Linked DNA regions of Gossypium arboreum: regions 1 and 3 are each linked to region 2. A link is a contact called in public Hi-C data. All regions are on one chromosome and are shown on one strand. The core of a region is the stretch at or near the end of the contact, and the rest is flanking DNA. Distances in the headings are between cores, read along the strand shown. Region 1 holds the start of LOC108458290 (CAAX prenyl protease 2). Region 2 holds the start of LOC108458297. Region 3 holds the start of LOC108458341 (uridine nucleosidase 1-like).

What was found. A called contact is a pair of places that touch in the nucleus more often than the background predicts.
Region 1: a contact with region 2 is called in a Hi-C map of leaf, with 5 times the contacts expected there. The contact joins the promoter of LOC108458290 here to the promoter of LOC108458297 in region 2. A contact is called at or near these places in 2 of 5 Hi-C or Micro-C datasets (both in leaf).
Region 3: a contact with region 2 is called in a Hi-C map of leaf, with 2.9 times the contacts expected there. The contact joins the promoter of LOC108458341 here to the promoter of LOC108458297 in region 2. A contact is called at or near these places in 2 of 5 Hi-C or Micro-C datasets (both in leaf).

Annotation. Positions count from the first base shown.
Region 1 is chr4:80,233,259-80,237,493 of ASM2569848v2, reverse strand. LOC108458290 (CAAX prenyl protease 2) reads left to right here and starts at 1,874. Exons shown (of 7, transcript XM_017757636.2): 1 at 1,874-2,254; 2 at 2,572-2,631; 3 at 3,257-3,368; 4 at 3,753-3,824; 5 at 4,054-4,116. The coding sequence starts at 2,045.
Region 2 is chr4:79,976,181-79,981,122 of ASM2569848v2, reverse strand. LOC108458297 reads left to right here and starts at 2,361. Exons shown (of 12, transcript XM_017757644.2): 1 at 2,361-2,864; 2 at 2,980-3,074; 3 at 3,149-3,206; 4 at 3,363-3,554; 5 at 3,700-3,776; 6 at 3,878-3,960; 7 at 4,078-4,129; 8 at 4,349-4,417; 9 at 4,487-4,573; 10 at 4,671-4,735; 11 at 4,811-4,936. The coding sequence starts at 2,729. The coding sequence ends at 4,898.
Region 3 is chr4:79,711,498-79,716,267 of ASM2569848v2, reverse strand. LOC108458341 (uridine nucleosidase 1-like) reads left to right here and starts at 1,749. Exons shown (of 9, transcript XM_017757697.2): 1 at 1,749-2,102; 2 at 2,509-2,624; 3 at 2,707-2,766; 4 at 2,959-3,141; 5 at 3,239-3,343; 6 at 3,771-3,867; 7 at 3,969-4,076; 8 at 4,193-4,328; 9 at 4,425-4,770. The coding sequence starts at 1,982. The coding sequence ends at 4,533.

The DNA of each region.
Region 1 (4,235 bases), core at 625-3,124, 260 kb before region 2:
AGTGTTACAATAGAACATCTCGAGTATTCTAATGATTGAACCTAAGAGAGTTCGGGGACAATGTGATTAATGTGAAGCAAGCATGCAAGTAGGAAGTCTATGTAATTACTCACTAAGTATTATATTACGACAAATCATAATCAAGGGGTAACTACACTACTTAACTATCTAACGCTAAGAAGGACAAAATTATAAAATAGTGAAAAATACGCAATTAAAAATTCAATAAACACAAGTGGTTGGTTGACTTCCATGTTGATGATTAGTGTATGGATTAGGGAACTAAAAATCTTAAACTTCTAATTGGTTCAATTTTACCTCTCGGTCACTATTTTATCAAATTAGACGATTTAGTCCGGTTTATCTCTCGATCTCACCGAACTAACTCTAAACAATCAAATTGGTTCTCAATAAGCTCTCCTCTTGGTATCATCTACCTAAATATTCACCTAGAGTCGTCAATTCTAAGTTTTGAAGTTTATTTGATTTAGTCCAATTTTTCATCCTACTTTAACATCCTACCTCAATTTGAAGTTTTTTCAAATTGAGTCGAGTGAAATGAAATTCAAGTCGAGTCAAATCAAGTGAAATTTTTAGAATTAAATTTTAAAAAATTAAACATGCCAATATCGATCATAGTCAATCAACGGTCAGTTAACACCAATCAAAGTCACATGATATATTTCTATAATTTTTATTACATTTTTATTATTATTTTTTTTTATAATTTTTATTTATTTTTTAGAATCTATTTTTATTTTTATTACATATAGATGCCACATGGCACTTTCTTATTGGATTGAAGTGCCATATGGCACATTCTAATTGAGTTGTGCCACGCGACACTTTCTAAATTTTTTTTTTTTATAATTAGAACCAAATTGATAGAATGTGTAAAATAAAAATTAAACTAAAGGAATGTGTAAGCATTTAGGTTAAATTTGTTGAATTTTTTTAATAATTAGGACCAAAATTAATAGAATGTGTAGCATGTTAAGGGCTAAATTTGTTGTCATACCAATCAAAAGTTTGTCATGTCATTATTCGGTCTAGTGACTAGTGCATTTTAACGGTGGAGTGACTAAAATAGGAAATTAACTTAATGAGAGTGACTAAATTAACAAAAACAAAATTGGGTGACTGAAATAAGAACACGCTAAAACTTGGGTGACTGTATGAGTAATTTACCCAAAAAATTATCATGGCAGCTAAAGGTGAGCGTTGGTTCGAATCAAGCGAAAATTTCAAGTTAATCGAGTTATCAAGTTGACAAGTCTCATTTTATCATCTTAACTCGATTTGAATTTTTTTCTTAATCGAGTCGAGTAAAATGAAATTCGAGTCAAGTCAAATTAAATCGAGTGAAATTGTTCAAGTTAAATTAAAAAAAACTAAACATGTCAAATAAAAATCTTATTACAATATAACTAATTTCATGTTAGAGCACATAAATTTGAAAATATATATATTTGAAAACCTTTTCAATACAATAAGAGAAAAAAATATTTTAATATGATAAAGTTAAATTATTAATTTACTTATTTAGGTCTCAGAAATATTATCTTATAAATGTTTTTAAAATTTTAATTTTTATATAGTTTAGATTAATTTTTTATTTTCAAAATTAGAAGGAAACAACAAGACATTTATATTAATATGTTATTTGAATTATTTAAATTTTAAAATTTAAATCCACTCAAACTTGAAATTTGAATAACTTTTTCAAGTTAATTAAAAAAACTTAATAATTCAATTTGATTAAGTAAAAATTCAAAAAAGAAAATCAATTTTTTTGGAATGGTTTCGCCTGGGAGCTGACTGGAAATAAAGTGTTAATGAGGGGTTCTTTTCGGCCCAAATTTACTTTGAGGCTTTGAAGTGACCCAAAAACCCTCAAACAAGAACCGCCCCAAGTCAAAACCCGAAGCCCCTTCTCACTGAAAGGGTATCAAACGGAGAAGATATTGAACCGGAACCGGCTTTTCTTTCCCCCCTTCTCTTCCTCTCTCCGGCGATCCTAGCTGCCGCCTCTTCGAATCCAGACATGGAAGAGAGCGAAGGTAGGTTATCGAAGCTAGTAGCGGTGATTGCTTGCATCGCTATGACACTGTTTTATGTTTCTATTCTTTATGCTCCTACTCTGATCCTCCGCCTCCCGCCTCCCCAATCCTACGAGAATTTCATGATCCGACGGTTCATTTGCGCCGCCGTTTGCTCCGTCGCGTCCGTTATTTTCTGTGCTTTCGTCCTTCCGGTATACCTATTTCCTTTGTCTCTCATTTTTATTTCACTCATTTATTATTATATAATTATGAACTAAGTTGAGATTTCTGTCATTCTGTGAAGTAAGTGGAAACTTAATTCATTGAGCTAAAAAGTGAACTCATATATAATTAGAGATGAGCGAAATATTGAATTGTTAACATGCATTGAACTAAAGCCATTTAACATTTTCATGTGAATGTAAAATCATCCATTTTGCGTTTTACAAAAGTGCTATTATTTGTTTTTATATCCAAAACACGTTTGTTCCTTTTTTTTATTATTCTAACAATGTTCGATTATGCGTAGATAACAGGTGGGGAGGCATCTTACTCGTTTGGGGTTTATGGCATTCGATCGGATCATTTTGTAAGAATCATACTTATGGAGTATATTTCCTACATTTTTGTTATGGATTTATTATTTATGTTTATGATCTGCTGGTTCAAAATCAGTTCTTGAAATGCAATTTTATGTGTGAAACAGTGGCAAGCAATCGTCTTTCCTCTTTTCTTGACTTCTCTTATGTATGCTGGATCTTTGATATTCAAGTCCATGTTATTGGTAAATAAGTGGAAGGAGCATAGACATCAAGAGGGAGAGCCACTGTTAGGTTGTATAAAAAGTACCCTTCTTAGCCTCCCGGTCCAGATGTCTTCAGTAACTTCCAATGTTTTATTCTGGAGGAATTTTATTGTGGTTAGTATGCTTACCACTTAAATTTCTTCATCTTTTGGGTGAATGCAAATAATTGTAAGGTCTATAAATAGGGTGTGTTTGCAATATTTTATTGTTGAAAAGGTTGCATTGTGCTTGCTTATTCTAGAAAGTAGTCTTGCAAATGGATTGAATATTGTGTTACATGTCCTGCTTATTGTTCAATGTTTAACAATCCTTCTTAGGAGAACAGCAATAATTGAAAATTAGAAGGAAATTTTCGAAATTGTTCCCTGTTTCTTCAGTCTTCATTCCTTAATAGTACTTTAATGAACAGGCACCAGTGACAGAGGAGTTGGTGTTTAGAGCATGTATGATTCCTTTACTTCTTTGTGGGGGATTTAAAGCATACAATGTCATTTTTCTCTGCCCTACTTTCTTCAGTTTAGGTGAGTCTTTTTTTGTTTAACACAGTTCGATCATTCATGAGAGGATTTATTATCTTTTTTCCTTTGGGTGTTAAGTATTTGTAATAGCTTAGACATGCTTTCATTGCATATATAGTGGTATGTATCGGTGCAACAATCTGTTTTTTTAACTTTTACCACAGTATAAATAAGTTAAAAAGGATAAGGTTGGCACGAAATGATCCATTTTTAAAATCTTATTATCCAATTTTGCATGTTCTTGTTCATATTTGCAGGTGTTGCTCAATTATGTGCTTGTGCATTTATTGCATTTCTTAACCATAATGCTTTCTATTTCTGCCACATTGCATATTGAGTTGAATGGCATATAAACTGTTTCAACTCTGTTTTGTCAATGTCTTGCAGCACATTTGAACCATATGATGGAGATCTACAGCCGACATAACTATAGCTTGCTTAAAGCCTCCTTGGTTGTAGGTACAAACTAGATTTTCCTGCTTGAATGTGATGGTTGGAATGTTATTTTAAGAGGAAAGACAATATATATATTTATATAATATAAGTGTAGAGTGGGTTGATTGCTTTTGTCTTTTAGGTAGAAACTTTGGTTGGCTTGAAGCTTTTGAACCTTGTTTTAGGAGCAAGAATGTTGTTTTATGTCTTTTAGATGCTAATACATTGTTGTTTCTTGTGATGTGGTTCTCAGGTCTCCAGCTTGGCTACACTGTGATCTTCGGTTCATACGCTTCATTTCTCTTCATTCGAACAGGTTGGTGGTCAATTTGCTGATAAATGTTATTGCCTTTTTTGTGATCTTTTTCCTAAGTACATATTGGTCCCACTCCATTTCTGGTTTGCTTTTGTGTTGGAAAGAGATTTCTTTTTCGT
Region 2 (4,942 bases), core at 1,112-3,611:
TTCAAGAAACGAGCATTCGTACAATTCGGTCCCTAAGGATTTGACTCTACTTCCCCTTTATTGTTATTTTTACTATTTTACAGGGAATAGGATATTTTGGTGCTCTCAACGACCGCATCAAAAACATATTTAAAATATTAAAAAATTTTAAAAACGTATAAAATTTCTTAAGAACTTATAAAATTCATAAAAATTAAAAATATTAAAATTGATATAAAATATTAAAAAATATAAAAAAATCATAAAAATTTGAACTAGACCTGATCAGTTGGTTGGATTGGTTAGAGTAAAATCAACAAGGGTGTCGGTATAGAGAAAGCCATTAGACCACTTGACCTGGAACCAGGCAGTTGAACCAATTATTTTTTAATGTTTTATTTAATTGAATTAGACGAACCGGTGGAATTGTCAAATTTGTGGCCTGACTAGTTCAACCACCGATTTGGTTCCGAAAATCTTGGTCGGAGTATTTAATATTGACATATGCTAGTAGTTGGATAATGAAATTTTAGTTTGATAGTATCTAATTGTACCAAAAATATTTTATACCATACAATACTAAGCAAACGATTTTCAACTTTTCAAGGTCTAAAATACTCTACTGTACTTAAAAATTTGGAGATAAAAATTATAAAATAAAAGTAATAGTTTATCAATAAAAAAGAGAGGGTCTCTCAATTATTGTTTTATTTTTGGAATATCGAGAACTTATTGTTCAACATGAAAATGACCTTAACGATCTAATGACTATTCCTATTACCAATGATTGGTGTGGTGTTATGTGTTCATTGTGATTTTAAGGATTTAAATGACTATGTCTATATAATTTTTTAATATTTTAATATTTTAATAATTTATTAGAATTTTATATTATTTATAAGTATTTATAAATTTTTATAAGTTTTGTAATATTTTAAATATATCTTATTAATTATATATATTTTAATAATTTATTAAAATTTATTAGATTTTTATAATCTTTACAAGGTTTATGATTTTTTAATATTTTTAATATTTAATAATTTTTATTATTTCTAATAATTTTTATATTTTTCTCTTTTTTGGGTTTTAAAGAATTTTTATATGTTTTAATAAAATTTTAAATATTTTATACATGTTTTATTACTTTTGTAAAATTTTTATAATTTATTATAGTTTATATATTTTAATATTTACAATTTTTATTATTTTTATTATTTTTATAAGTTTATATTGATTTTAAGTTTTAATATTTTTCTGATTTTTATGATTTTTTGTGGGAAAATATTAGATTAAACTAAAAGTTAAAGTGTGTCAACATCTAATTGGTTTGTCGATTTATTTTAACAGTCAACATAGTCAATGGCAGAAATCATTAATGGAGGGGCTTAATTGATTATTTTAGTTAACGACAGAGGTTCAATTGAGTGCAATTTTAATACAGGGACTTAATTGATTTTTCACATTTTCTTAAGAACTTTTTTAACATATAAATAAAAAAATATTATATATTAATGTTGCATGTTAACATAATAATGATAATAAAGCTAACAAGTATTGAGTATAATAATAAGTCATATTGTATTCTCAAGAAGAGAATGATTATTAGAGAAAACAATCACGAATTCTTAACATCAAGCCCATTCTTGAAATATGGTTTTTGAGCCCTTTTAACTTTAGGTCTTAGGCACTTGCACTCTTAAACAACCCCAAAACTAAACTTGCTTAACATAAATTATAAAACTAACAGGAAAAAACATATATAGTAAGAATTAATCACAAATAATATTTAAGGAAGCATCATATTTTAATCCGGAGATATATAATAAAATAACAAACCTTATACACTTAAAAACTTGTTCAATTCTTTAAAAACAACTTCAATTAGCTCTCTCTCTCACACACACACACAAAATAACCCCTTATTCAATTACCAATTTTCTTATATTTTGTAGACATGTATATCGTAGTGTTCTGCTTTTTTGGTGGGATTCATTATTGAATGTGGGATTAAATATTTATTTGTTTAAGTTAGAAATTTAAAGGTTTTATATTTTTATTTTATTTTCAATTCTTTTATTTTTAGTTTAAAATGCAGGTCTATATATTGTTAAATTTATATACATGTAACAAAATAACATCATAATGAATTTAAATTTAATAGGAATATTAACAGTGTCAATAAGTCTTAAAGTTTAACATTAACATTTTAATTGGGATAACAAATTTCAACTAATTAATAAAATTATAAGAGTTGAGGTACCGAATTATTTCAGAATTGAAATATAAAAATTAAATCTCAAATTTAAAAAAGTATAGGATCAAAATTAAAAATTAATTATCCTTATATAATTAAAAAAAAAAACAAATGGAATTGGACAGGCGCCAAGTATGACTTCATAAGCTAAATCAGATCTGAAAAGACATCGGACACGGTGGAGAGTGTCACGTGGGAGCAAAAAGACGATAACTTTCAACTACCAACGGTAACCGTTGGGTGAGGTGTGGAAGCTATTAGGAACGTGGTCTCAACAGTCCAACTACGAAGGAAATGACCCTGGAATGGTAGCTACGCCTAGATGCAGATCTCTTTTAACAAAACCTGACAATAATTAAATAAAGGAAAAAAACAGAAGAAGAAAGCTTTAAAATCCTTTGATGTTGACATGAATGTTACCCCATTCCCTTTTTGACGATCTGTGTACTTGAAGAACAAATTTTATCAAACGATTTTTTTGACAAACAAAAAATGAGCTGGAGTAGTGTCGGCAACTGGTTCAAAACTCAAGTAACTTTGAAGAATTTGTTCAGACTTTTTCTGGGCCAACTTGTTTCTTTCGTTCTTGCACTTATGAGCTTTACTTCTTCTTTGATAGCCAGTCTTGGTAAGCTCAACTTAACCCTCTACTCTTAACTTGCTTCTGGTTATGAAAAATATTCAGATGAATTTGGAATTTTATATTCTTTGTTTGCTCATCAGTGTGTTGGCTTTTTGTCTAGGTGTGGATGCGCCTATCACTCAGACTTCCTTCACTTACTTCGCTTTAGCTGTGGTTTATGGTAGCATCTTGCTCTATAGGGGTCAAAAGCTAAGGGTAATCACTTATCAACTCCACTAATCTTATATTCAAAAGGATTCCTTGATACTTCAATCCTGTTCTGTTTGCAGATTCCTTGGTATTGGTATCTCGCCCTCGGCTTTGTTGATGTTCAAGGGAATTATCTTGGTGAGTCTGTAGTAGTCACTAATATCTCATAACATGATCTCCCAAAAACATGTTCTTAACTGGGGGAAAAAAGAAAGTGGAATATGTCTGATATGTTACTGCAAAAATTACCGTGACAAAAGAGCCATTCCTTTTTCCCTTTTTTTTCTTTTGCAGTTAACAAAGCCTTCCAGTTCTCCTCAATCACTAGTGTGACACTGTTGGACTGCTGGACCATCGTATGGGCAATATTTCTCACATATTTCTTCATAGGCACTAGATATTCTTTATTGCAGCTAGGGGGTGCTGCTCTTTGTGTGCTTGGCCTTGGTCTAGTGCTCCTCTCCGATGCAGGGGTGGGTGGTGGAGGTAACATTCTGGTCTAATGCAGAAGATATTCTTATAGTTATGGAACTCTGTTTCTTTATGGATGTTTTAATTCGTAAACAGCACGCCATTACTGGAAGTCATTCGAATTTTCCGGAGTGAAGTACTTGTTTCTCTGCACATGCAGGTGGTTCGAAACCAATTCTTGGAGATGCACTAGTAATTGCTGGCACTCTCTTCTTTGCCATGAGCAATGTTGGTGAGGTTGGTGAATCTATTGAACTATTACACCATTAGTTCTGTATCTAATGGCAACCTCAAGATTATTTGTCTTAGCTATCTGCTTTTTCATTTCTAAATTGCAGGAATTTTGTGTTAAGAAGAAAGACCGAATCGAAGTGGTTTCGATGATTGGTCTTTTTGGGATGCTATTGAGCGGTGTCGAGTTGTATCCTTTATGCTTGGTAGCATATGGTTAATTTATGACTTTTGAATTGAATCTGCAATTTGGCATTGCAATTATATATATATATATATATTTTTGAGTCCATAACCTTTGGCTTAGATCCATATTTGAGCTAAAGAGTCTGGAATCTGTAACATGGTCTACAAATATAGTAAGTGACCTATGATCTATTCTTATAGGAATATGCCATGCAGTAGAAGTATATATCAGTTCCATTTTTAGGCCAGATTTAAGAATTTAGCTCACAAACAACTAATTAAGCACTATTACAAGTTTCATGATGCTGTATTTAGCCTTATTAAAACATTCATATATTGTGTTTGATTATTGCTTTGCCAAGTTACATTCTCTATTGTGGTTCTGTTTTCAGATACTAGGCTTTGCTGGATATACCTTTTCAAGTTTCATGTTCTACACTATCACGCCCTTTGTTCTCAAGGTGACTTGCTTTTCATCAATGGCTATATAAAGGTTTAAATGGGCATTAATAGAGGTATTTTTCTCACAGTTGAGTGGAGCCACGATGTTTAATCTGTCGCTGTTAACGTCTGATATGTGGGCGGTGGTGGTTCGCATCCTTTTCTATCGCCAGCAGGTACAATTTTCATGTTTAATCATTGAGCAAATGGCACGGATTTCCTTGTGAAAAAAAAAAGGTAAGAAAAATGGTTGTTTTGAAATAATTATTGCAGGTTGATTGGCTATATTTTGTTGCATTTGGAGTTGTAGTGATCGGACTCGTCACCTATTCGACAACGTAAGATTTCAGACTTGTAAAAAGTTGTATAGGAAATAAAAGATGAAATAACTGTGATTGCTGGTTTTGTAATAGTGAAAAGGTCCCTGCAACGGTGGTTGAGGATGGAAGCCAGAGTGTTGAATACCAAGAGCTTAATGCTGAATCAAGAGACGAGTGTTGAGGTTCATGTCCAAAATGGGAACAACTGCGTGCAGGCAGGTGCTT
Region 3 (4,770 bases), core at 500-2,999, 260 kb after region 2:
ATATACTTATGAAGAAACGGTAAGAGAATGATATGTTTCATGGCATGTACATATATGATTATCTTTGATATGTTGATACAAGGAAATTATGTAAGTAAAGATAATTATTAAACTCAAGTGTGACATGTCGAGAAATTAAGTATATCAATATTGAATTTATATGAAATATGTGCAAGTATACTAACAATGATGTTGTTTGACGCTTAGACAAGTGTCAAGCTATTAATTGAATGGTAACATGTTTAATTATAAGAAGCATTGAAATGGTAAGTACTTAGATGAAAATAAAGATTTTGCGAAAATTTTTATGATCCTGATTTAATTCTGGTTAGTTTTTAATGTATGTTTGGGGCTTCAAGGGCCCAATAGAGAGACGTTATGATTATCTTCAAAATATGAATAATAAATGATCAGAATTATCTAAAAATGTTCAGTAAACTCCGGTAATACGTCGTACCTATTCCGGCAATGGATACGGGTAGGGGGTGTTACAAAATGTGCATTTTTAATACATTTTTTTTATAATTTTTGGGATTTTAGTTTTTAGTATATGGTACATGGAATGTCACATCAGTATACTTGTCCGGATGGTACTTCATATGTTATTGTAGATTTTATCAGTCACGTAAGTGTCTATTAATAATCAAATTGATTAATGACAGTTTTCATTATCGGAAGGGCCTAACTAATTTTATTTTAGTAATTGAGAGCTGAATTGATTTTGTTTTAATACTAATAATTTTTAATAAATATTTTTCAATATTCAAAATTTAATAATAAAATAAAAATAATTCAAAAACCAATTTAATAATATAATAAATAATAAAAATTATTTTTATCAATTTAATTTTATTCTAAACTCGTACCTTATATATATTCTAGATAATAGTTCAAATAAATAAAATTTATATGCGTATTATATAACCATAAATATTACATAGAAATAAACAGAAGAAAAATATCACATACAAATTCATATGCATATACGCATCATATAATAATATTAATTATTTAAATATATTATATAATCCAAATACAATATATCTATTAAAACAAACTATATGGATACAATTTTAGATTATATAAAACAAATTTATATTGTGTAAATATGATGCAAAATCATAGTCTACAAATTTATCGTGCCCAAAGTCTTTTATATTGAATTTTCTTGGCCGCCAATGTTGTGAAATTGAAGCATTCAGTTGTTTTGGAATTTCAATATATCTCATAAATAATTCTCAACCTAACAATTCTGTACACAACTTGTTGTATTAAAATTGTTAATTATCTATGTGGTTAAGAATTCAATCATTGTCTTAGATATGGAACAGTTTTAAAATTTATAATAAATATTTATCCATTAATCAACATATAAAATATAGATCATTTATCTCCCAATTATTAAATCTTTCTCATTTAAATGTTGGTCACAATTCCAATTTAATAGTTACATATGAATCTTGATGATTATACATAAAGGATAATATAAAATAGATGCATCATCATCAGCATCGTCTATGAAATTGTACCTTCACCCAACCAATGACTACTTTTTTTAAAATTAAACAACAGGTTGTCCTCCCTTTTTCTGAATAATTATTATTTCTGCTCTGATCCCATACGATACGGTCCAAGATTAGGACCACTCACATTAACCCACGTTGCCATTTACCATTCGCTGTTACAAATCAATTATGCTGACGTCAGCATACCCCCACCTTAAGGCGCTTTAAACTAGTATTAAAGGAGGAAGTAACATCATATCCCATAAACCAAAATAAAACACATCTTTGTTTGGTGTTCTTCTTGGGGGGACTCTCTGTTGGCATCGCAGAGCGGCCTACCTCTTCCTCTTCCTCTTCCTCTACGACAATTAAAACAAGAAATTCAAATCTCTCAATTGTTTTTTTATTCACATCCATATTCATTAAAATCTTAGATTAGATTATTACCACTTTGTGTTTTTCTAATTGCGTTGAATATGGATTATGAATTAAAGAAAGATTGTCACGATGGAATTGTCGTTAATGGCGGAAGCGATGCCCTTTTACTCTCACATGCCAACAGGAACAAGCTCATTATCGATACCGATCCCGGGATTGGTCAGTTTCGCTCCTTTTTATTTATTTACTTTTTCTCTGGTTGGCTGTCAATTTAGTTGCATAAACTAGAATTATAATGAAATAGGAAACAATTTTACTTTTTCAATTTATATTTGTCCTTGGAGTTTTACTTCGGGATAAGCTATAAAGTTTGATTTAAAAAGCTACGTTGACTCTCTCTGTCTATATAGAAAAGTTTTATTCGAGGGGCGTGTGATGAGATCTATATAGGAAAGTTTCGGGTTTTGATATGTATATAATGAAACCGGAAAATTTTTATTAAATTATACAAGGAAGTGAAAACAATATGGAGTGGATTGATTGATTGGCAGGATTAGATATGTAGAGATTTTGTTTGAGTTTGACCCTGAACAATGTATGGATGCGTTTTTCATTTGATTAACAGATGATAGCATGGCGATCTTTATGGCATTTCAAAATCCAGAATATGAGATCTTAGGTTTGACCACCATATTTGGCAATGTCCAAACCGAAGATGCCACTCGTAATGCCTTACTTCTGGTACGTGCTTCTCCTTTCTGGTTTTCATATCATTTGGAATACGTTCATGATTTTATCCTCTTTTCGAGGTGCAAAAGGATAGTGTGAAATCGCAGGGCGTCCTGATGTTCCTGTAGTACAAGGCAGCCCCGAGCCGCTTACGGTAAATGCTTCAGTTTTCCCTTTCCTAAATTACAATGTAATTCCATGGGAATACTAATGGGCCTCGCTGCAATTGTTAACTTGCTTTATTGTGCTTTGATATTCTTCCTTTTTTTTTTTTTTTTTTTTTTGGGGGGCAATTACTATATCTTTTATTTACCATAGCCTAATTGTGGTTGGTTTGTTGGAAAAGGGTGGGAGGCCGAATGTTGCCGACTTTGTTCATGGCTCTGATGGACTGGGGAATATATTCCTATCTCCACCAAAAACTAGCAAATCTGATAAGACTGCCTCTGAATTTTTAGTTGGGAAGGTTTCTGAATATCCTGGTAAAGTATCTATACTTGCACTTGGACCACTCACAAACTTGGCACTGGTAAGACCTTGCTACTCTCTTATCAATTTCCTCCATTTTGGTTATAGGCTTCGCAGGTAAGTGCTTAAACACAGTTTCTCTTTTTTTTTAAATCCAGGCAATCAAAAGGGACTCTTCCTTTGCCAGCAAGGTGAAGAATATAGTTGTACTTGGTGGCTCATTCTTTGCATTAGGAAATGTAAATCCTGCTGCTGAAGCAAATGTAAGCACAAAAGGATCCTAAGTTTGTTTCTTACTACAAGCTCCATATTATCATTCTTCTTTTTGGAAAAGTTTAGTTTCCAAGGACAAGCTACAAGTTTTCGAAGTTGACCTTGTGTTTCTTTGAAAGTATTACTAATCTAAGGTCTTTCTTGATCGGTCATCACTTTATTAGTACTAGGGAAGCTGTCTTGAGTGTTTAATTCATTTTGGAGGGGAAACTTCCTTTTCAGTTGAAAACTTGTTTAATTTCTTTTGCTCGGCTTAGTCAATCCCTCGATCTCATCGTGATCATGGTCTCGCCTTAACCTTTACAAGATTGAGTTGCAACCGGCTAGTTAGCAAACGACATTAGTTTTCACTTGAGCAACCCTCCATTAAGCAACTCTTCTGAATTTATTTGTCTGAATTTATTTGTCCGACTACAGATATATGGGGACCCTGAAGCAGCTGATGTTGTGTTTACGTCGGGAGCAAATATCGTTATCGTTGGACTAAACATTACTACCCAAGTCCTAATGGCAGGTGAGAACTTAGCTGCCATTCTTCTTCGTAAACAAGTTTCATTTGCTTTTATATTTGAGGTAGTCATCTTGACAATGAAACATCATCTTTTTATCCGATAGACGTTGACCTCCTCGAATTGAAGCAATCAGGGGGGAAATATGCTCAGGTTCTATGTGACATGTGCAAATTCTACAGAGATTGGCATGTGAAGTCCGACGGCATACATGGTAATATTTTGAAATCACCAACTGGTTTTCTTGTGTTTCCTCCTCACCTTCTGAATTTTATTCATTTTAAGGGAGTAACAATGAAAAATTTTAACAACCAAAAATTTTCGTACCAGGGATATTCCTCCATGATCCTGTTAGTTTCATGGCTCTAGCTCGGCCCGATCTCTTCACATACAAGAAGGGAGTGGTGAGGGTCGAGACGCAGGGCATATGCAAGGGGCATACCTTGTTGGATCAAGGATTAAAAAGGTATTCCATTACAAGTATTTGCCAATTAGTATTATCATAAAATGCAATTAGATTTGCTAGTGTGGTTACTCATGTTGGTGATATGATTTGGTGCAGATGGAATGAAAGCAATCCATGGACAGGCTATTCCCCAGTATCCGTTGCATGGACAGTCAAAGTGGATGAAGTCCTTAATTATATTAAACAACAGTTGATGAAACCATGAAACAAAAAGCTGGAAATACCCACTTGACAATTAAAAAGATGTCCTCAAGATTAGATCACCTTTGAAATTGATCTCTGCTTAAAGGTCCCTTTGTAGTTTATTCCCTTCTTGCTTTACCCATTTCTGGGGTTAAAAAGCTAATAATTGTTCTCATATCTGTTCTTTAATGGGAACAGAAAAAGGGAACATTCGGTTCGATCCTCAACCAATCAGAAACACTGTAAATGATAAGCTTCA